3 separate regions of the Zea mays genome follow, and regions 1 and 2 are each linked to region 3. Evidence: chromatin contacts called from public Hi-C data. All regions are on one chromosome and are shown on one strand. The core of a region is the stretch at or near the end of the contact, and the rest is flanking DNA. Distances in the headings are between cores, read along the strand shown. Region 1 has its middle 19 kb from the start of LOC103647424. Region 2 holds the start of LOC100282420 (golgi SNARE 12 protein). Region 3 holds the start of LOC100191264.

What was found. Hi-C and Micro-C count contacts between places; a contact is called where the count stands out from the background.
Region 1: a Hi-C map of ear shows a contact between it and region 3, with 2.0 times the contacts expected there. The contact joins the enhancer-like site here to the promoter of LOC100191264 in region 3. A contact is called at or near these places in 8 of 25 Hi-C or Micro-C datasets (bundle sheath, ear, leaf and 3 more).
Region 2: a contact with region 3 is called in a Hi-C map of tassel, with 2.4 times the contacts expected there. The contact joins the promoter of LOC100282420 here to the promoter of LOC100191264 in region 3. A contact is called at or near these places in 3 of 25 Hi-C or Micro-C datasets (bundle sheath, ear and tassel).

What each region holds. Positions count from the first base shown.
Region 1 is chr2:185,385,633-185,388,332 of Zm-B73-REFERENCE-NAM-5.0, reverse strand. No RefSeq gene overlaps it. Among protein-coding and RNA genes, the nearest start is that of LOC103647424, 19 kb to the right of the region's middle. Within about 2 kb of position 1,367, at least 16 of the 20 cell types and tissues checked have an H3K27ac peak or open chromatin away from gene starts, as enhancers often do. A contact at or near this core is called in bundle sheath, ear, leaf and 2 more, where this site is marked.
Region 2 is chr2:185,718,241-185,720,940 of Zm-B73-REFERENCE-NAM-5.0, reverse strand. It overlaps LOC100282420 (golgi SNARE 12 protein), which reads right to left and starts at 1,293. Exons shown (of 5, transcript NM_001155331.1): 1 at 1,075-1,293; 2 at 196-423; 3 at 1-66. The coding sequence starts at 1,110.
Region 3 is chr2:185,517,218-185,519,917 of Zm-B73-REFERENCE-NAM-5.0, reverse strand. It overlaps LOC100191264, which reads left to right and starts at 1,252. Exons shown (of 1, transcript NM_001136698.1): 1 at 1,252-2,536. The coding sequence starts at 2,074. The coding sequence ends at 2,445.

The DNA of each region.
Region 1 (2,700 bases), core at 118-2,617, 130 kb after region 3:
GCCATCCGCTTCTTCGGTGGCCCTCTCCCCGTCGGGCATGCTCCTCGGCCCTGCTGCAGCTGCAGCGGGTGAGTGCGACCTCGCTGCCACCACAGTTGGCATGGGTGGCCTCGACGCTACCGCGACAGGCGCCCCCCGGCCACGGCTCCCTCTCCTTCCCAGGCATCTGCTCGTGCCACTCCTCTCCATACGTGTGTCTGCCTTCCCCCATCTAGGAGCGGGTGTGGGTCTCTGTCCAACCCCCCTGCTCGCTAGCGCGGCCCACCACATGCCCCCACAACTTTTTGAGCTTTTCCCGTCACCGACGTCAAAGCCCTCCCTACCAGGTCCGGCGCAGCGCAGGCCCTGTCCGGCTGGACCCGCCCCGTTGTCCCACCCCTTCTTCATCGCCACCGCAACTGGATCTGTCGCTACCGTGGCCTTCCCGGTCAGATCCACCGTTGTTGTGGCCTTCCTGGCTAGATCTACCGTCCCTTGACTGTATCGCCGTCTTCATGGCTGGATCCGTCGCAGCCGTGGCCTTCCCGACCGGATCCGTCGTTCCCCTTCTACTTTACCACGAGTGCGACCACCCTGACCGGCGTAGACGCGCGCGCTGCCCTCGGCCTCCCTGGCGGGGCTCCTCGACGACCGGACAAACCAAGAAGCAAGAAGGTCCTCAACCTACTAGTGCTCTTTTGTTATGTCTCCCCGTCGACCGTTGACGCTCGAACGTCGACCCCTCCCAAAGAACAACCTACTGTTGCGTGTCTCCCAATCACGACCATCTCGACTTCGGCTACCTCAGCATCCATGGACTATTGTCTTCTTAAAGTCCACATCGGTCTCTGCTCCAGCCGTAACATTCGCACCCTCACAAGCTGTGTCTGCGAGGAGATTTCAGCCCTTCGACTCCTACCGTTGGCTTCTACTCCAGTCTTATCGTTTGCGGTGTCCCCATTGTGACTGGAGGGAGTGTTGGAATATAATATAAGTGAATTGTTCATCTTCTCCCATCAGCTTAAGCCTTTGTGTTGAATTGGTTGATACATACAACTTAATATGGTATCATATCTAGAGGTCTTGAGTTTAAATCCTAGTTAGCACGATTAAAATAAAATAATTATTGCTCGCTCCTATATTTCACGTTAGAGACCCAAAAGAGGCTCGACATGAGAAATATTAAAATATAATATAAATGAATTGTCCGTCTCTTTCTATCAGTTTAATCTTTTGGATAGAAGTTGTTGATGTATATAACTTAATATTCTCTCTACTCCATGTCACAATGCTCGGAGATGCTTCTCGCTCGCTCGGGGACGCCCTTAAGCGACAAATAGGATGGCGAGTAGACTGAAGTCGCAGTCGGTCATGTGGCGCTGGGCCTACGATGCCTGATGGACAGCGAGAGCCCTATCGAAACACCTGTCCACGGCCCATCGATATTGCGGCTTGGCGGTTTGCAACAATAGCGAAATGGTCACGATCTGACTTCGCTACATAAGGCCGAGCATGGTCGTGAGCCCATAACGCTAGATAGCTCTTTGATTCCAGTAGTGGGCATCGTTTTCATTGATAACGAGACGTCTATAGTATACGTGCCTTATGTGTATAAGTGTATTGTATAATCTAGAAAAAAAAGATTAATTAGCCTTCTACGAATAAAGTAGACATAGATAGTTACTTCAAAGTGAAGCTGCACGGAAGTGTGTGGACTGAACGCTCGAATCATCTCAATTCTCATGGATAAGTGAGATGCGTCATGGCACTTTCCTATGATCCATGCAAGTCAAATTATCTTAAATCTAAGGGCCCGTTTGTTTCGTTGGAATTAAATTCCATTTTAATAATTATAATTTAGATAATATATATTTGTATATTATCCTAAATCATATGAGAGAGATAGTTATATACTGCATTTATGTTATAGCGAAGCAATTAGAAGAGTGTGCTATAAGTTGTACATCGGAAAAATAGCTTGTAAATCTATAGAATCAATTTCCCTCTCTCACCCCATAAATTTGAGATAGGCTTATATGATAACTTTGGAAAGTGGTGGAATGTCACATTCTAAAAAAATAACCTATTCTATTAGTAAGATTCTAATTCCTCAAAATGAAAGGAAACAAACGGAACCTAACTGATTTTATTATAAAAGAGATAATAATAGCTATAACATAGAATAAGCATATTACGAGAATATACTCCCTCCGTCTCAAATTAGTATTTATTTTAGCTCTTGATTTTTATGTATATTTTAGCTCATGAATCTATTAAAAGGGCTAAAACAAATTTTAATTTAGGATAGAGAGAGTACCTATTTAAGATCAGGGCATTTAGCCCATTTTCTAGGGAGGGAGAGTTGGTGGTACCATGTTGCAAGTGCTCTTAATAGGAGACATGAGAGTTCCATTAAAGATTGACACTCAACTATTGAGCCATAAGAGCAAGTTTAATAACGAGCTATAAGCGAGCGGATGTCTACGTGGAGCAGAGATAAATGAAAGAGAGAGCAAGGCGGGTGTCTCACGAGGCGCTCGCTCTCAGTCGGAGTAGTACAAACACGAGTCGTGTTTCTATTGGATAAAGCATCATATTAAGGGCTTATTGGGAGGGATTCACTTTAAAAAAATTCAGCTTCGGTGTTTCAGTTTCACCATAAAACTGCTCCAACAAATTGTTGAACTGGGTTTGAGGAGCGTTTGGTTTACATATGAACTC
Region 2 (2,700 bases), core at 44-2,543, 200 kb before region 3:
TCTCAAGTCAAGGAGAGAAGTATGCTGTTGTTTTGCCCTGAGACTTGATCGAAGCCGATAGAATTCCTATATTTGATGAAACAAATCATGGTGTCAAAATGGGAGTACAGTCATGTTATATACGGTGCTTTCTTAGCAGTACATTCAAAGTAGTTATGATGAATGGAACTTAGTAGTCTAAGAGGCAACCAGAACCTGAGTAAGGTCTTGCAAAATCTCCATATGACGAGTCAGAGTATGAGAAAGAACTTCAGAACCTCCTGATGATACCCAAGTTTGCATTTGCGAATTCACTTGCTGTAACTGCTTCAGTGATCTTTCTATATCAGACTCAATGTTGTCCTCTGAACCGTCTGATTTCATAGAAACCAATTTACGGTATGCAATCATTTGGTCATCTAACTGAGCTTCCAACCTCCTTGCCTGAAAGGGGAGGCAATAAACCATTCAAAACACGCTAAACCTTAGACACCATTAATCAGACAAGACAAGAAAAACAGGAGTATCCTACAGCATCATGAAACCACAAAGACGTAAAGTTAGCTAATACAGTATGCCATGTTTCCGAGCATTGGCAGTCTTAAACCACTATAATCATATTACCAGTAAACATACATGGCTTCGTTAGGAAGACAGAGAAAGTCAATGAAAGGTTCGTTTAGAGAAGCAGGAAACGAAATCTAGACAGTATAGCATTCTGCAATCAGTGCATCGTTGCTACAGGTTGCCCCTTCACTAGGAGAAATGCTAAATGACGTTACAAGCGAACAACTAGACTAACGGATCATCGAAACGAATCCAATTCAGCTTTTCTCGGCACAGCATTTACTCCCGACACGAGTACCCTACGGAATTCGACGACCAACAGAGCAGCCTCCTCTAAAATCGTCCCTCCTCACTTCTGCGCACCTGTATCCCCACTCCATCGCGGAGTTGACGGGAGCCAGATCCCAAGTAGAGACTAGGGTGGCCCATACGGGGCTACGCAGCCGCGAGACGGCGAGAGCGGGACCGAGAGGATCCATGGAACTGCGGATGGAAAGAAAAGCGCGTGTGGTCCGAGGGCCGGGTCACCTGCTTGCGAACGGCGTCCCAGGAAGACGCCTCCATAGCCCCCGCTTCCTCCTCGTCTTAGGCGCCTTCCTAGAGGTTCGTCGTGTCGGGAGGACAGAGATCCCGTCAGCCCGCGGCCACGGCCGCGGCGACTGGCCTAGATCTCGCGGCCCGCGCGGGCGCGGACGGCGAGCGAGCGAGCGAATAGGTGGGAGGGTCGAGGACGGGCGCGGAACGGGTGGTTGGTGGTGGCCGAACCTGATGCGCCGATGTGTTTGGCGAGGGCTCGTATCGGGTCCACAAACGACCGCCCGTGCACAAATGCACAACGCGCATCAAGTCCACACATCCGGCAACCAACGGTGGTCTTTTTTCAAAGAACCCCACGCTCAGCTCGTCACGCTCGCTTGCAATGTTGCAGAATTCGTCCACGCGGACGGTCCATCCGATCGCCGCTCACTCCGGCGACCCGCGCCCTCGCCGACCGACCCCTGCCAACCGACTGCAGCACACGGCAATCAACTGCCGCCCACGCCGACCGCCGCGCACCGTCGCCGTGACGGTTGGCTAGGATTACTACGGTGTTTGTAATCGCTCAACAAACGCAGGGAATTTGATGTTGTCATGTACGTAGTGTGTTTGGGATCAAATGGAATTTGCCGCTCAAAACAGTTTGTATGCTCCAGGACAGGTTCAGGCTCACATAGCCAAGCTGACATTGGATTCCTTTTCTTCCTCCTAGTTCAGGATCACATAGCCAAGATCCTTTTGCTGCTGTTTTTTTTTTGGAGAAGCAAACAAGCACACTGAATAGTAGTACTGGATGTTAGCTGAAATTTGGCTCTGTTGGCTCTGTATTTTTATGTGCAAACAAGCTCTGAGTGTTTTTGTTATTCTTATTTGCAAACAAGCTGTACAAATGCATTTGCTTGAATGTGCAAACAATATTGGTTACAAAATCAATTTCTGATCAAAATCAAAATGAACAAGCTGTACTTTATTCCTCCTTTCATATCTCAGGGTTACAGGCTTCACATGAGCCAACAGAACTCACGCCTCCAATGCAATCTACACAAGCTCCACATGAGCAATCTACAGAGACTCTAAACAAACAACTTTCTATAGGTATTGGCCTCCAATGCCATCAGCTGCAAACAAGAGCGTGATACAGACGCTTCACTCTTCATTTATTGAGCGATTCAGATAGGCACCACGCTTCTTCAGGCACGAATAGCACGCCATCTCCAAGGGTCGTGGAGAGATGCGCGAGGCTGTGCACGCCATGGCAGGGGACCCGACCGCGGTCTTGGAGATGGGCGTGAGCGCGCTGCTATCCCGCGAGCGCTACCATGGTAAGCCGCTGCAGGGAGCCTACGGACGACGGCTGTAAATAGTCGAAGCGGCCGGCGACGTGTGGACGGTGGGCGGCGACATCTGGGCATCTTCTGCCACAACCGCAGCTGGTGAGTGGTGACTGGTGGATATCTCCAACAACTAGCCGGACGTTCATCCCTTCGTTTTTATTGAGAACTACGTTACCACGGATCACCAGATCCGCTCCCTTCTCTCCCGTCAGCAATAGAGGCGTAAGAAGCTGTAGAGTACCCGTCTCCCTTCCCATTAGCACGACAGAGAAAACACAATAGA
Region 3 (2,700 bases), core at 3-2,502:
TTTTTTATTTACATTCTAGATTGAATGTATTTGCATGCAGCACACACACACCTCCAGCTGTGCCATCATTGGAGGCAAAATAAACAAAGACCGTCTGTCTCTTCACTTTGTCATGTCATTATAAGGTACTAGTTCCCTTTTGATGTGTCTTTCCGACTTTAGCCAACTCGGCCGACGTCGTAAGTGGAAGGCATAGTTTTATAACAAAGAACATAAGATAAAATTAAAGTCGTGTGATGATTTCATATAATACTCAGCATTATATTATAGTGTGTTCTGTCACATTTATTTTTTTTTTAGAAAAAATAATCGAACTGCTCACGGCCTTGTGTCTGGGCCCAACGTGACTCACGACCATTATGCGGGATTCAATCTTAGGCAAGAAATGGACCACAGTGTCTGTATGAAGCTGGGGCAGGATCATGGGCCCTTTTCTCCATGTAAGCCCATCAGCGTAAGCTAGGTCCCATTTGTAGTCAGAATGTTTTTTTTTTCTGATTTGAATTTGTAGTCAGGACTGAAACTGCAGGCTAATAGCGAGTTATTGAGGTCACCGTGGTCTGGTTCATGCTGGCGTGCTATATACTACTTCGGCTTAGGCCCGCAACAGTGTCTACACACCGCAGATATGCTTGTTGGTTCATGGCCGTTCTGATTCCCCGTCATTCTGGTTTCTGTCATTGTGGCGTTCGATGACAGTAGCAGAGACGACGCGTGACGCGCCCTTTTCCGACCTAAGGGCATGTACAGTGGTGTTTAATGTGGGGGCTCTTAATGTGTTTTAGGGGGTTATTTGCAAAAAAATCTTAGAGACGTCTCTCCGTGAAGAGACGCCTCTGGCTCGTAAACCAAGTAACAACAGACGCCTCACTTCCCACTGTACGAATTTGTCGTCTGTTCTATCGATCTGATGCTATACAAATACATTTAATTCTGTATTTATTAATAGACTACGTTTAGAGACACTCCATTGTACAATAGAGTCTCTTAGTTGTCTCTTGTGCTTGGAGAACCGTTTTGGTGTCTCTGCACTGTACATGCTCTAAAACGTGATCCTAGGTTCACATATCTTATCAGAGTTATTAAAACATGACCCCATTTGAAGCGACGTCCGCACTTCACGGGACATTCGCCCATCGCGGATCGACACGTTGACACCGCTCCAGAGGCACGGACGCGAGTCTTTCATCCAATGATGCTGCAAACGCTGAGCAGTTCTGTGTCCCTCCCAATGTTCTCTTCCCTCCCTCCCACGCCCTCCCTCTCCTATCGCGTCCCTGCCTCCTCGATCTCGCCGTCGAGCCTGCGTCCTCGCCGTCGTCCGTGCCAGGCCGGCTCCACCAGCTTTCCTCGTCGTGGCGTCTCCAAGAATCAGTCCTCCTCTCCCCCGCTTCCCCCGCCCCCGGTCGAGCTCCGCCAGCAACCCCTCTACCTGTTCACCCGACGGCGACCTCCGTGGCCGACTTCTCTTCACTCTCGCCTCGCTTGCCACCTCTGCCGAAAGTGTAGTACATCGTCGGGAGGAATATGACGCCATCGGGCTCCTTTAGCGGGGAGGCACTTCTATCTTGGCCTAGGCCTCGTCGTGGCCCCACATCCAGTTGCCACGGGATATGGATTGGGGCGTTGCTTCGCGGCGGCGGCGGAGGCGTTTGCTAGCTGTCGGCGGCATTGGCGCCTGCCACGACCATCGTCAACTGACAGCGACGGTGCGTTCGACGACCGGCAGTAGCCTGCGCTCCACCCAGCCGCGCTTCCTCCTGTGGACATAAATCTACCTCTACTGGGGCACTGGGCTGGTCCCATCTTCCACGCGGCCCTCCCCTCCACTCATGACGACGTCGGGTTCAACGACCGGCATCATCATGCGCTCCAACCAGCCTCGCTTTCTCCCGTGGATACGGATCTACCGCTGCTGGGTGGCCCCAGCTTCTGAGCGGCCCCGCGTGCAGTTGCTGGTGAAGACTGAAGAGGATTTGAGGACGTCACGAGTGAGCTTGCCAAGCCTTGTGCTCGCCGAGCGTGCGGGCGCACGTCTCCACAGCGATCGCATGACGTAGCTGGGGCCGGGACATGGACGTCATCGCGAATCTCATCTCTACGGACAGAGCGGCTGTATGTTCCTACACTTTATTACCTCCTCCCTCCTCCTCTGCATCCCCATCTCGCGCTTTTGGAGCCCTTCGCCTACATTTTCCCCAAATCCATCTTCCTTTGTCCTTATTGGTTTACCTCGCTGCCACCGACTGTCGTCCTCGTGGCCTCATGGGTTGCTCTCAGGGGGCCGTTCGTGACCTAGGATGTGTGAAGTGCTATTGTGGGTACAGGTTTGTTTGGCTAACCAAAGTTGTGTATCTTTGTCCACTACTTTGTGTGTATTTTCCTTCGATTCATGGAACAAGTCCTCGGGTATGTGTTGGAAAGTGGAGAGATGAGTACAAGTAGAATTGTAGACCAACAAAAAGGATACAGGAACATGCTTGCACTTCGCATTTTGTATGGAAATGGCGTGTCTTAATAGAAAATGATGGCACATATAATTGGTAGGTTGGAGAGGAATATTCATTCGTTCCAGAAAGAAATTTCCACTTAATTGCATTTTTTAAAGAATTGAGAGGTATGTAGATTATTATTTTTAGAAAACAACAAACCAACTATTAATCTTCTAGAATATACCGCATAAATAGAATGAGCTATGTT